Linked DNA regions of Mus musculus: regions 1 and 3 are each linked to region 2. The links are chromatin contacts, called in public HiChIP or PLAC-seq and promoter capture Hi-C maps. All regions are on one chromosome and are shown on one strand. The core of a region is the stretch at or near the end of the contact, and the rest is flanking DNA. Distances in the headings are between cores, read along the strand shown.

Region 1 (3,988 bases), core at 303-2,802, 1.4 Mb before region 2:
TCTTTTTCTTTTTCTTTCTTTCTTTTTTGTTGTAGTTTTTTATTTTCAATTTTATTATTCTTTAAGACATACATTTATGGTGTGTGTGTCTGTGTGTGTAATGGTATGCATGTGCGTCATGGCACGCCTGAGTAGTTCTGAGGACAACATTCAGGACTCAATTCTCTCCTTGCACCACGTGTGTCCTGAGCATCAAACTCAGGTGGTTAGGGTTAGCTTGGACTTCCTGAACTGTCTCTGCTGACCAGCCCTGGAATCTTGGGGTTCAAGTGCTCAGGATAGGATCCAAAGGGAAGGAGATGTTCTCTCTATTGTAAAGCTGTCTGTCTGTTGGTTCCGTGGGCACTTGACAGCTCCTTTCCCCTACTGGATCCCAAGCCAGAACCTCCAATGCCCGGTACTTAGCATTTCAGGATCCAGACTGTGGTCTGTCCACCGTCCCTGCCTTCCTTACTTCCTTCTAACACTGAGCATTGTGACTGTGCTCTGGGCCAGGTTCTGGGGTTAGAGTGGTCCAGGCAAGGGTTCTGCCTGACATAGGACACACACTGGAGTGTGAAAGGCCAACCATCAGTATGCAAACATGGAGATAGTTTGTCAAGCCGATAAGATTGCTCAGAAGTCTAAAATAGGGCACGCAGATAAGTGACTTGCATGGAAAGAGGTCTTGGACCACACAAAGGGGCAGCCATACAGAGACCGTGGTGATGAGAGCGTTAGCTAGGGGAGGGGAGCGCAGGACACCGATGTAAGACTATATCTCTGCAAAGAAAACAGTAAGTGTGAGGTATGTTCTAGACGCAGAACATCGTGGCCAGAACAGAATGAGCTATGTCCAACGGTTAGGACTGAGGAAGATTTCCGTGCAAATAAAAGATGTTTTCGGGCTTAAGCTGCCGGAGTGCTGCCTCCAGGGAATGAGCTTCCCATTAATGGAGGCGCATCAGAGGCTGCCTGCTGTGGGGGTTACGGAGAATGTCTGGAACATCGGTCCCTCAACATCTTCAAGTTCAGGAGCATCTTTGGTTTGGTGGAAGATGGGATGGAGTCTTCGGAGGGAATGAATCAAAGCTGTAGGTTGTCGCGTCCCAGTCAGGGGTCAGCGTCAGGGTTTTCGGCAGTCCCTGATCTCCTACTTCCAAGTTCCAATAGCACACTTTCAGGAGAGTCCCACCAGGAATCCAGGAATCTTTCAGCTTCTCAGTCCCCCAGTGTCGTGCGCCCTATGATTCAGGAACCTTTGCGGGCAGGTGGGCTTCTCCCTTCATTCTCTGGGATCCCCAGGACCTGCCCCACCCTGCGCCTTTGTTCAGGAGGAGCCGCCCCGGGGCAATACCCTGACAGCGCGGACACGAGCATCCCTCAGGGCGTTCGACGATTAGTACCGCCGTATCCCAAACCCAGCCCGGTCTCCCGCTGCTGCGCGGTGGGCGCCGCTGGGACCCAGCTCCGAAAAGCCCCGAGGGACGGGAGTGCGGGATCTAGCGGACTAGGGCAGAGACTGCGTGTGCGCGCTCCGTAGGCCGGGGGCGCGCCCGCCAGGTGTGCGAGCGGCCGCCGGCGGGTGGCAGGGCGCAGCTTTGTGCCGGCCGGTGTGCGCGTGTGCGCGCCGCGGTGACGGTGCACGCGGCTGGGCGGGCTGCGAGGGAACCCCGCGTTGAGGAGGAGGGGGCTCGGTCCTGATGGAGAGCTGTGGGCGCCGCGCCGACCAGCGCGCGCGTTGGGTGAGCCGGCAGGACTGACTATTGACATTCTGTCCACGTCGGGAGTGTGGGAAGGTCAGTGGCTCTGGGCTAGGTTGTAATTTCACAGCCGGCGTGCATCTGGACGCGAGTCCTGGGTGTGACTGAGCGTGGAATTGGAGAGGATGCTGTGAGAGTGGATGTGTGTGTTGGCAAAGCACTGATGGCCCCGGTGAGCTCCGCGCGCCCATCGCACCAAGCAGTTGGGCTCACTGGGAGGTAGGGTGACAGTCCACAGAAATCCCTGCCGGGTGCGCGGATGCGACACAGCATACACACCATGAAGAGGGGCGTGTGTGTGTGTGTGTGTGTGTGTGTGTGTGTGTGTGTGCGCGGGCTCGCGCGCGCGTGTGTGTGCATGTGATGTTGGTCAGCTCCCTGTTGGAGTCTGGTGAAAGACGCTGACCGAGATGGAGGTCAGACGTGGGTGTTTACAGGTGGCAGTAAAGGAAAGAAGCCAGGAACCCCAAGAGGATGCTGAAGCTAGGCTGCTAGGTTGGGGAGGGAGGACTTGTTTTTATTGGCAAGATCAGAAGCCCCAGCCTGTCTGTCCCCAAGCCAGCTTGTGCCTGTTCCAGGGAGAGGCAGTAGAATTGGAGTAATCGGTCCAGAGACTTTCATGGACCTGCGGGGCAAGGCCAGCTTTGCAGCCTGATGCTCATTTCTAGAGGCCTTGGGTGGGTGTGGCAGTGACAGTCAAGGGTGGGGGTCCTGTTTACAGGACAGAGGGACTCTATAGATTGCACTTTGGTTTTGCCTATACTTGTTATGTCTGACTTGGGAGCTGGTAAGGGGCACACTGCTTTCCGCTGTAGCTTTCTTTCACCCTTACTGAATCTGAAGGGCATTTACATGTTACCAGGGTTTGTGCTCGAAATTCATGGATCAGCCTCTGAATGGCTCCCATCAGGGTCGCCTCTAAAGGTATTACTAGAATTGTCCTGGACCTGTATCAGGGCATGCTATCCTTTGAGCCTCATAGGTCTCAGTTTCCCTTGGTGAAGAAAGCTCTCATCCCCTCTGCTCCTCCTGCTGTGGGCGAAGAATAAACAGAAAAGCTTGCACAGCTACCTGGAGGCTGGGAGTGACTCAGGGCCTGTGAGGTCTTGGGCAGTGATTTCCCTCAGGACTTGGGAGAGGTTGTGCATCACCTACCTCTAAGCAAGGGTTCTGGGCTGCCCAGCACTAAGGGTGGGTAACTGCTGGATGTGTCTGCTCAGGTGTCTGGAAGCTGACTCAGGCCCCTCCTCCCTCACTAGATGCTAAGGAGCAGGGGAAGGTTGGGGCCTGGGATGGGATGGCATGTTGAAGCCAAGACCCTTTGTGGTCGCTGTTTTGGGGCAGGGGCAGATGTTCACCTTGGCAAGGGTCAGGGCATCCTAGCTCAACAGGAAGTGGTCCCTGTTCCAGAAGGTCCTCTTGTGAGTGACACCTCCATAGCTTTTCACTCTCTCTTTCCTAAGACCCCCTTTGAGGTATGGTGGCTTATACCTGTAATCCCAGTACTTGAAAGGCTGAGACAGGAGGATTGCCACAAGTTCAAGGCAACCCTGGGCTGCAAAGTTAGACCCCGTCTCAGAAGCCACAAACACAAACTCAAACTCAAACTAGAGATTTCCAAAGCAACAAACAAGCAAGCAAGCAAGCAAGGAAGCAAGCAAATCTGATCAAGTGTGACAGAGTCACAGGGGGTCAGAATGATTTGAACTTTAAAGGAAAAGGGCTCTGGTATGGATGGCGGTGACAGAGTGGCACATTGGCTGAGCATGAAGGCTTAACTACTATCTTTGGTGACATTGTTGGTGATAAGTGGTTGGCACTGAGACCTGGATGTGAAGTGCTGCTCCATCCCCAGCTCTCTGTGTGCTCACCCTCACTCCCTACTCTAGGCATGCCTGGGCGAAGGGCTGGCCCCCAGCCTTACTTGGGAAGTGGATAGAGGGCAGTGGGGCAGAGGGTACACGGATGAGAAAGGCAGGCAGTGCCCAGAGGCTTCCCTTACCATCTGCTGCTCCTCTCCTGAGGATCTCCCGAGGAGCCTAAGGGCTACATTTCAGAACTGCTCTGTTGGGGAAAGAAACCATTAGCAGTTCCCCTTCCCCCAAGGGTCCCTCCATGGTCATTAACTCCCTTCTGCTTTTAGATGATGCACAAGTGAAGTTCAAATGGTTTTCTATGGGGACCCACACCACTTCTGCAGAGAGGGCCTGGTGTGACCTCATTCAGTTCTGATGCGTGGCACGTAG
Region 2 (3,766 bases), core at 222-2,721:
CACACAAACATGTGTGCCCGTCATGGGGCACATGTGGCAGTCAGGGGGCAGCTTTTCAAAAGTCAGTTCTTTCCTTCCATGGTAGGTTCTGAAGGTAGAATTCAGGTGACCAGGCTCACTCAGCAATTGCTATTACTGCTGAGCCATCCTGTGGACCCCTGGAGATGTACTTTTCTATCTTCTAGTTTTCAAAAGCCAGTGGTTGCAGCGTATAATCATCAGTCTGATTCTTTTCTAAAATGTTCATCAGCTTATCTCAGTGTCTCCCCACCTGCTCTGACAACTTTCCTCCAGAGATGCTCAGCAGGGGCTGGAATTCTTTGAGTAACCAAGTGAAATTATCAGTTTACTTGAACTTCAAAGGCATGAGGTAAGCCTAACGCTACGTCTCATTTCCAGAGCACAACCTGCCTAGGGGGTGGGGTCGGAAATGATGCCTGAACTAGAGGGCACAGGGTCATGAGTGGCGAGCGTGATAGTCAGGCCTGTGGTTATCACTTTGAAAGCAAGTCCTCTCGGCGCAAAGTACAAAAAGTGATGGGCGGATAGTAGAGGGATCCAGCGCCATGGTCAGGGGCCCCAGAAAAGCCGGAGAGCGGGAAGATCGGTGCCAGCAGGTGGGAAAGCTCCCTGGGCAAAATCTAACGGCTTAGCTTGAGCTGCAGCAGGCTTTGAAGCCCTAGAGGAAAGGGCAGCAGGCCTTGGAGGTCCGACAGACTGGGCAATCACGGGTACTTCTTCGCGGGAAGGTGTTGCCCGAGATGCCCCCAGGGTCGTCCCGGGGCGGCAGCTCCAGGGCTCTGCCTCACCTGGGGCCCGGCCACCGCGCTCTCAGTCTCTGCCCTCGCAGCCCGGGCGCAGCTCGCCAGCACCACGAACCCGGATGGGAGGCTGGGTGCAGCCTCCAATAGGGCGGCCTTCACGGACGTGGTGCCCAAGTCGATACCGAGAGTGACAGGTCGCGAAGCCATGGCAGTGGTGACAGCACAGCTCGGTGGCTTGAACCGCACGCCGGGGAACACTTCACTCTGGAGGGCAGTAAGGGGGCGGAGCTTCCTTGTCAATCTTTTAACCACTTCTATTGGTCGAGGAAAGCAAACACCACGCGCTCCCCACAGCGGCCTCCGGTGATAGGTGGAGAGACGACAGAAGGCGGGATCTATTGGTCAGAGGTTCCGGGACAGTGCCTGGGGTCCCAGGGTCTTCACCAGGGAGCACAGGGCTTCAAGGAGACAACAGAGACTTCGAGAACCCTGCTTCCCCTACAAGAGACTAGATCGCCCCTCACATCCGAGCCCCTGTCCCTGCCAAGGTGCCTATGCTCTTCCGCCCTTCCACCCTTCCCTCACCCCTACCAAGCGTTATCCTCCTGTATTCGTGAAAACTACAACTTCCAGAGCTCCTTGCACAGGGCTCGCGGCTTCAAGTCAGGTGGTTCAGGTCAGGTGACAGCTGGCCCCTCTTTCACACAAAGTCGGCGGAGCTCAGAGAGTCCTTACACTCCTAAGCGGTTTCTGGTGCGAGATTGTTGCTTTTGGTGAGGTCTGTCCACCAAGCCTGGGAAGCTGTCAGGTGAGAACCATCGCGACCGGGACAGCTACCCCCTTTTCTGGTATGACACCACCCACCCCAACAGACATTAGCCCCGCACCTCAGAGGGGCAACCTACGCTACCAGAGGGGCAGCGCCTGGGTTTCTAGCTTCTGGCCCCAACCCAGGCCCGCACATCTCTAGGTTTTAGGGCCAGGGTGTTGGTGAGCAAAAGCACGGACACCGACTGACAGCTGGTGTTGGTGGCACTATTCAGTATGTGGCGCCGCCTGAATCTGGCTTAGGAATGTGCAGGTAGGTAACTTGGGGTTGGGGGTAAATTCTGCTAGGACCATTCCAGGAGCTCGTGTTGATTCTCCCAGAGAATGAGAGGGTACCTGGATCTTGCCTTTTTCAATAATATTGAGGAAAATAACAATCTATGCTCTGTGAGAGCTTGCTGGGAGCCCTGGGTGGTAATAGTAATAACATTACCTCATTGTTTCTCAACTTTTTGTTATCTTACCAATCCACCTCAAACTTTTAATACAGCTGGTAAGCTCTATTTTTTTTTATTATGACGTTTGGGAGAGAGATAAGCAATTATTACAGCTATTTTTTCAGACCTCCAGAGCCTATTTTAGCCCCTTTGAGAATGTATGCCTTGTATTTCATCTCACTATAATCCTGTGGTGTAACTACCACTGTCCCTGTTTCCCCATTAAGAAACATAGGTTAATAAGTATTCCAGAATCATACAAGTAAATGGGAAACCTGGGACCTAGATAGTTCATCTCCAGGGAACATATTCCTTGTCCAATCTGTACTATCCCTTGAGGAATGTGGGTCTCCCCACTCTCATGGATTATGGCCAATTAGGTCCACGGGGGACAGGGGGCAGTGGGAGCAGAGACAAAGAGTGGTGGGCATGGTTTTGGAAGCCCTGTGAGTGGGTATGGTGAATGACCACTCCAAGACGAGCTTATAAAGTTTGGGGGACTGAAGGTAGGAACATCCAGGATAGTCAAAGGTCATTGGCTGAGGGCTTGAGGTACTGAAATGCCCCATTAGCATGGGGAAGCATTTCGGGAATCTCAGGTGCTCACCGAACAGGTTCTTATGAAAAGGAAGGGAATTGATCCTTAGGAAGGAATCTTGCTAAGGCTATGTGACAGTCATCAGGTAGAGGCCTGTGTTGGGGCTTCGAATTCCCCAGACAAGGTCAGAGGATGAGAAGTTCCACTTATGCCGAACCCATGGGCTATGCAGTCATGGTGGACCTCCACCTTAATTAACAGTTTTCCCACAGAGGAAGCTCCAGGTTATGGACCAAGAGCAGGACTACCTCAGACACCTGACTAAGGGAAGCTGCCACAGGAGATCTCTTGTGGGGGATAGTAGAGGCTCTTAAAAGTGTGCCATCTGATTGAGGTGTAGAAGATGGTAAACACACACACACACACACACACCAGAAGATGGGCATGGCAAGTCTTGTAACTTTGTCTTGTAACTTTTTACAAGCCTAGTTGTGTGTTTGACCAACTGATCTTTTTAGCATAGTAGGCGCCATCGGTTCTAGGTTTCTCCTTCAGAGATGCCTTAGCCTTTAGCACTGGGGAACATTTTGCTGACAGAGTGTTTGAGTTTCACTTGGAAGCAGTCCATATCTTCCAAGAAGTGATATTCATTTGTTTGTTTATTATATAGCATTCTGCCTACATGTATGCCTGCAGGCCAAAAGAGGACATCAGATCTCATTACAGATGGTTGTGAGCCATCATGTAGGTGCTGGAAATTGAACTCAGGACCTCTGGAAGAACAGCCAGTGCTCTGAACCTCTGAGACATCTCTCTAGCCTAAGGTGTTTTTTGTTTTTGTTTTTGTTTTTGTTTTAAGAGAACACTGCCAGTGTTGGTTGGTTGGTTGGTTGGTTGGTTGGTTTTCCTGTTAACTGGCTACAGAAAGCAGCTGAGGGAAAAGTGCAGGCTGTGTTCACATCCTCGGAGTAGGACTTTACACAACCCACGCAGCTGCTCCGAGTGGCTTTGCCCATTACATGAAACATAGATAGGTCCTCTCCGGGTCTCCTTCTCAGAGGTTGTGATGCCTGTGAGGTCAGAGGTGTGGAGGAGAAACCCTTTATGAACTGTCTCCCTGTCATGGGTCAGGGAGCATGTTGTCCATCAAGAGCTGAGCTAATCTAACCTTAACATGCCTCTCTCTTGCTCTTTCTTCC
Region 3 (3,900 bases), core at 1,205-3,704, 1.3 Mb before region 2:
AAACTCAGAAGTTACACCTATAAAGTTACACTGTCCTGGCTGTCGAAACATGCCCGGAGGATGCCAGCAGGCTTCAGCCCTACACAAAGACCTACAGGCAAGTCAGGAATTCTGAGAGCTGTCGGGGAAAGTGTCTTCCCTAGGGGAGAGCACACCAATTGTTTGTGTAATACCAAATGGTCAGCCCTGAAAACATACGCATACACAAGTAACATTATACAAACTGAGCAGATTGTATTCGTATGTTTAGGGACACACACACACACACACACACACACATAGGCATACCAGTAACAATAATAAGAAGCCATGCATCTGAAGTAGAGCAAAAGGAGAGTGGTCCTTGAGAGGGTTTGGAAGGAGGAAAGGAAAGGGAGAAATGATGTAATTGCATCATTATCATCATCATCATCATCTCTGGTTTTTTTTTTTTTTGAGACAGGGTTTCTCTGTGTAGCCCTGGCTGTCCTAGAACTCACTCTGTAGATCAGGCTGGTCTCAAACTCACAGAGATCCACTTGCTTCTCCCTCCGCAGTGCTGGGATTAAAGGCGTGCGCCACCACTGCCCTGCGTTTTAAATTTTCTTATGAATGAAACCATGAAGGGTGTGCATCTTTTGTACCTAGCCTGATGGTTTTGAACCCAAGCAGTCACACCTATTGGGCTTTTGTTCCTTTGTGTTACTGAGGGACATTTCACTGGGTGGATGTATCAACATTTATTGATTGATACATTTGCCATTTCCAGACTTGACTATTTGGAATAAAATTTGCTTTATGCATTTTCATAGAAGTCTTTGTGAGATTCCTGTCGTGATCTCTGAATCCTCGCCATAGACTTAGGATGGCCTTGTGGCAACCTTCATTCATGGGGATGAAGTGATAGAGGCACAGAATTCGTTTTTAGCCTGAGATATGCAGCTAGTAAAAACTGGAGGCGAGTTTCTAATCCCAATTCAGATATCTCTGTATGTGTGTGTGTGTGTGTGGGGGGGGGTCTGTTGATTCTCAGGCTGTAGTATCGTAATGTTATTTGGGGGCCACAAAATGTAGGGCCAAATGGCTGTTCATCTCAATGGCTGTCTGCCCACAACTGCACCTAGCTAGCTGTATTACCATAGAAGCTGATATTGATACGAATGGTTTTGAATTGCCATGGAAAGGTTATGTGAGATTGCCTTTGAAAAGGACAACACCATAAGGCATTTAAAAGAAATGTGTAACCAAGGTCGTTACAGTAACAGCAAGCAAACAAGCACAAAGTCACATCGGTATAATTCTTCATCTCCCAGACAGTCAAGCCCAGACTGTGACTGGGCATGTGAGATAGTATATAAATAATACATGTCTTAGAATCCACTCCGTTCTTTGTAGAGCCAGGCAGAGAAGGTTTTTGGAGAGTCTGCCGGTTCTTGCTTCGAAGGGTGTTGTTGCTAAGCAATGTTACTAATATTATGGAGAGACAGCTTCCCTGAGACTTGCCTCAGCCGTGGAGACTTCTGTGGTTGCAAAGGGCTTAACAGGTAGCAGCCACTGAGAGTTTTGTGACGATTAAGATGGGGGCCAGGGGACCCTGGGAGGAAAGGTAGCACTGTAGGTTACTTGGCCAAACAAGCTCTTTGTTTCCTGGAATGAGTCCTGGGAAACCTCCATGCTAAAAAAGCACTGTCTAACGTTCCTCAGAGTCTGGGTACTCCAAAGAATTTCATTCAAATGTTCCCAGTGTGGGGAAAAAAATCAGTCACACAGCTTAGCAAAAATCAGGAAATCTGCAAGGGAGGGAGAGAGAGAACATGAATTTTAAGTATTTTGAGAAACTCAAGCAGTATTTTAAGCATTCCTCTCTTCCTTCTAAACACTCTTTTGATCCCCTGAGTAGATATCTGGGAAGTTCTGATTGAAATCACACCTGGAGTGCTTTCCCTAGACTCTGGGCACCCAAGGGATGTGAAGGGCTGGATGCCCAGCTGGAGCAGGCTCCGTGGGTTTCCTCCGTGTGGTTTCCTTCCCTGGGAGTTCGGAAATGCCACACGCTTTCCTAGACCTGTTTCCAAAAATTCGAGCTGGCTTGGGGCGGGGCCTCTGCTTGGTTGGCTGGCTTCCTGCAGGACCGCTGCTTTCGGGGTGTGTGTTTCTGGGAGCATGGGGTTGGGCAGCGGTTCCTATAAGGTTCCTAAGGCTTGTTTAGCGTCTTGCCTGTGGATGGCTTCCTGTAGCTGTCACTGTGGGTATGGGCCCTTTTAGGGGCTGTTGCCAGCCCTGGGAGGAGCTGTTAGCTGTCGAGAGGAGAGTTGGTGTGCTGGCAAAGACTCTTCCTCTCTCTCCTTTCAAAATGGAAACTGCTCTCCCACCTCGAATGACCTTCTCAGTCTTTCCCTCTTCCCACCCTCCGTCTGCCTTCCTGTCTCCCTCACGAGTTTTCTTTTTTCTTGTCTGATAGTGTAACTGTGTTGCTGCCCAGGAGGGGGCGCTGGTATACCTGCCAAGAAAGAAGGCAGTGCGGTTCCTAGGGCACAGGTGTGAGGTGTAAGGTGCCAGAGGGAGGCTGAGGAGTGGTTTCTCCAAGAATGTGTGTACATACATGTCCCTCAAAGTAGAAGGGTGTGGTGGTGATGTACTATGCTGTTTGAGATATTTCTTTTAAAGCTAGAATCTTTTTCCTATCTATCTATCATCTATCTATCTATCTATCTATCTATCTATCTATCTATCTATCTATCTATCTATCATACATGTGTGCTCTACCTATACACGTGATTGCCAGAAGAGGGCATCAGATCCTAGTATAGTTTGTGAGCCACCAATGTGGTTGCTGGGAATTGAACTCATGACCTCGGAAGGAGCATCAGACAAGGCTCTTAAACGCTGAGCCATCTCTCCAGTCCCTGAGGTTTTTTCTTTCTTTCTTTCTTTCTTTCTTTCTTTCTTTCTTTCTTTCTTTCTTTCTTTCTTTCTTTCTTTCTTTCTTTCTTTCTTTCTTTCTTTCTTTCTTTCTTCTTCTTCTTCTTCTTCTTCTTCTTCTTCTTCTTTTTTTAAACTGCTGCTTTTCCTTAAAGGGTTGATGATGCAGAGGTTAGCTGGAGACTCTATTCCTGCAGAAAGGGAGGAGCACTGCATCTGGCTGTACCCTGGCTTCAAAAGCTCCAGGTGCCCGAATCTTTCTTATTTGCTTTGTTTCAGAGCAGTGCCAGCCTAAGGTGGGAGTTGTCAGCTGGGGACTGTCTCTGAGACCAGGCGTGCTGACTACCTTCTGGCCTTCATGTGAATGCGTTTCTGCAGCCAGTTTACAGACTCAGAAAGCCCTTTTCTTTAGGAGTAGGCATGCGTGTCTGTGTGTCCGGCCCTGAGCGTGACGGTGCAGCTGTCTGTCCTCTGTTCATGATTAACTTGCTTGCATTCCTCCTCCTAGGCTCCACCAGTCTTTGAGTTTCCCCTACACGGGGGTGGGGTGTGGGGGTGGGGATATGGGGGGGGGGCGGCTGCCTGGCACTTTGTTTTTGAGGACTGTGGGCTTTAAGGATGGTAAATGAGGATACTGCTGGGGTAAGGTATGGGATGGGACCCAGAAAGAGATCCCCTCTGTGACCACCCCTGTCTTCCGTATCTTTAGTCCCTATGGCCTTGACCATGTCTCGGTCTACTAAAAAGTGACCTGAGAATATTTTCCAGTCACTCATGTGAAAAATGTCCCCTTTCCACTTCTCTTTCAAACTGTGATTTTTGGTTTTTTCAAAGACCATGCCTTGGTTTGGTGCAAATGCCTGACTGAAACTTCCAAGTCACCTGTTTTTCTGAATGAGTGAGATCAGTATGGAGGTCGGTCTAATGAGCGTGCTTGTTTTCACTACACTGATACCAATGTTTCAATGTCGGTAAAAACGCAAGCTGATGCAAGGACCA

The links. Promoter capture Hi-C pulls out the DNA fragments that hold promoters and counts their contacts. HiChIP or PLAC-seq counts read pairs in DNA pulled down with a chosen protein or histone mark.
Region 1: a contact with region 2 is called in a promoter capture Hi-C map of embryonic stem cells, with 12 times the contacts expected there. The contact joins the promoter of Rap1gap2 here to the promoter of Ctns in region 2. A contact is called at or near these places in 5 of 39 promoter capture datasets (cranial neural crest, embryonic stem cells, frontonasal cranial neural crest and 2 more), 1 of 484 Hi-C or Micro-C datasets (bone marrow-derived macrophages) and 3 of 115 datasets of contacts at active chromatin or transcription factors (embryonic stem cells and stem cell-derived neural progenitor cells).
Region 3: a contact with region 2 is called in an H3K27ac HiChIP or PLAC-seq map of the NIH/3T3 cell line, with 11 times the contacts expected there. The contact joins the enhancer-like site here to the promoter of Ctns in region 2. A contact is called at or near these places in 5 of 39 promoter capture datasets (the 3T3-L1 cell line, embryonic stem cells and hippocampal neurons), 5 of 484 Hi-C or Micro-C datasets (bone marrow-derived macrophages, cortical neurons, embryonic stem cells and 2 more), 13 of 115 datasets of contacts at active chromatin or transcription factors (the NIH/3T3 cell line, astrocytes, bone marrow-derived macrophages and 6 more) and 2 of 9 other capture datasets (embryonic stem cells and macrophages).

Annotation. Positions count from the first base shown.
Region 1 is chr11:74,587,750-74,591,737 of GRCm38.p6, reverse strand. Rap1gap2 (RAP1 GTPase activating protein 2) reads left to right here and starts at 1,552. Exons shown (of 25, transcript NM_001015046.3): 1 at 1,552-1,778.
Region 2 is chr11:73,196,724-73,200,489 of GRCm38.p6, reverse strand. Ctns (cystinosis, nephropathic) reads left to right here and starts at 1,471. Exons shown (of 11, transcript NM_031251.4): 1 at 1,471-1,572. It overlaps Shpk (sedoheptulokinase), which reads right to left and starts at 1,008. Exons shown (of 7, transcript NM_029031.3): 1 at 810-1,008. The coding sequence starts at 971.
Region 3 is chr11:74,525,250-74,529,149 of GRCm38.p6, reverse strand. The region is part of intron 2 of Rap1gap2 (RAP1 GTPase activating protein 2); the gene reads left to right. Among named protein-coding and RNA genes, the nearest start is that of Rap1gap2, 63 kb to the left of the region's middle. Within about 2 kb of position 2,454, at least 36 of the 459 cell types and tissues checked have an H3K27ac peak or open chromatin away from gene starts, as enhancers often do. A contact at or near this core is called in the NIH/3T3 cell line, cortical neurons, forebrain and 2 more, where this site is marked.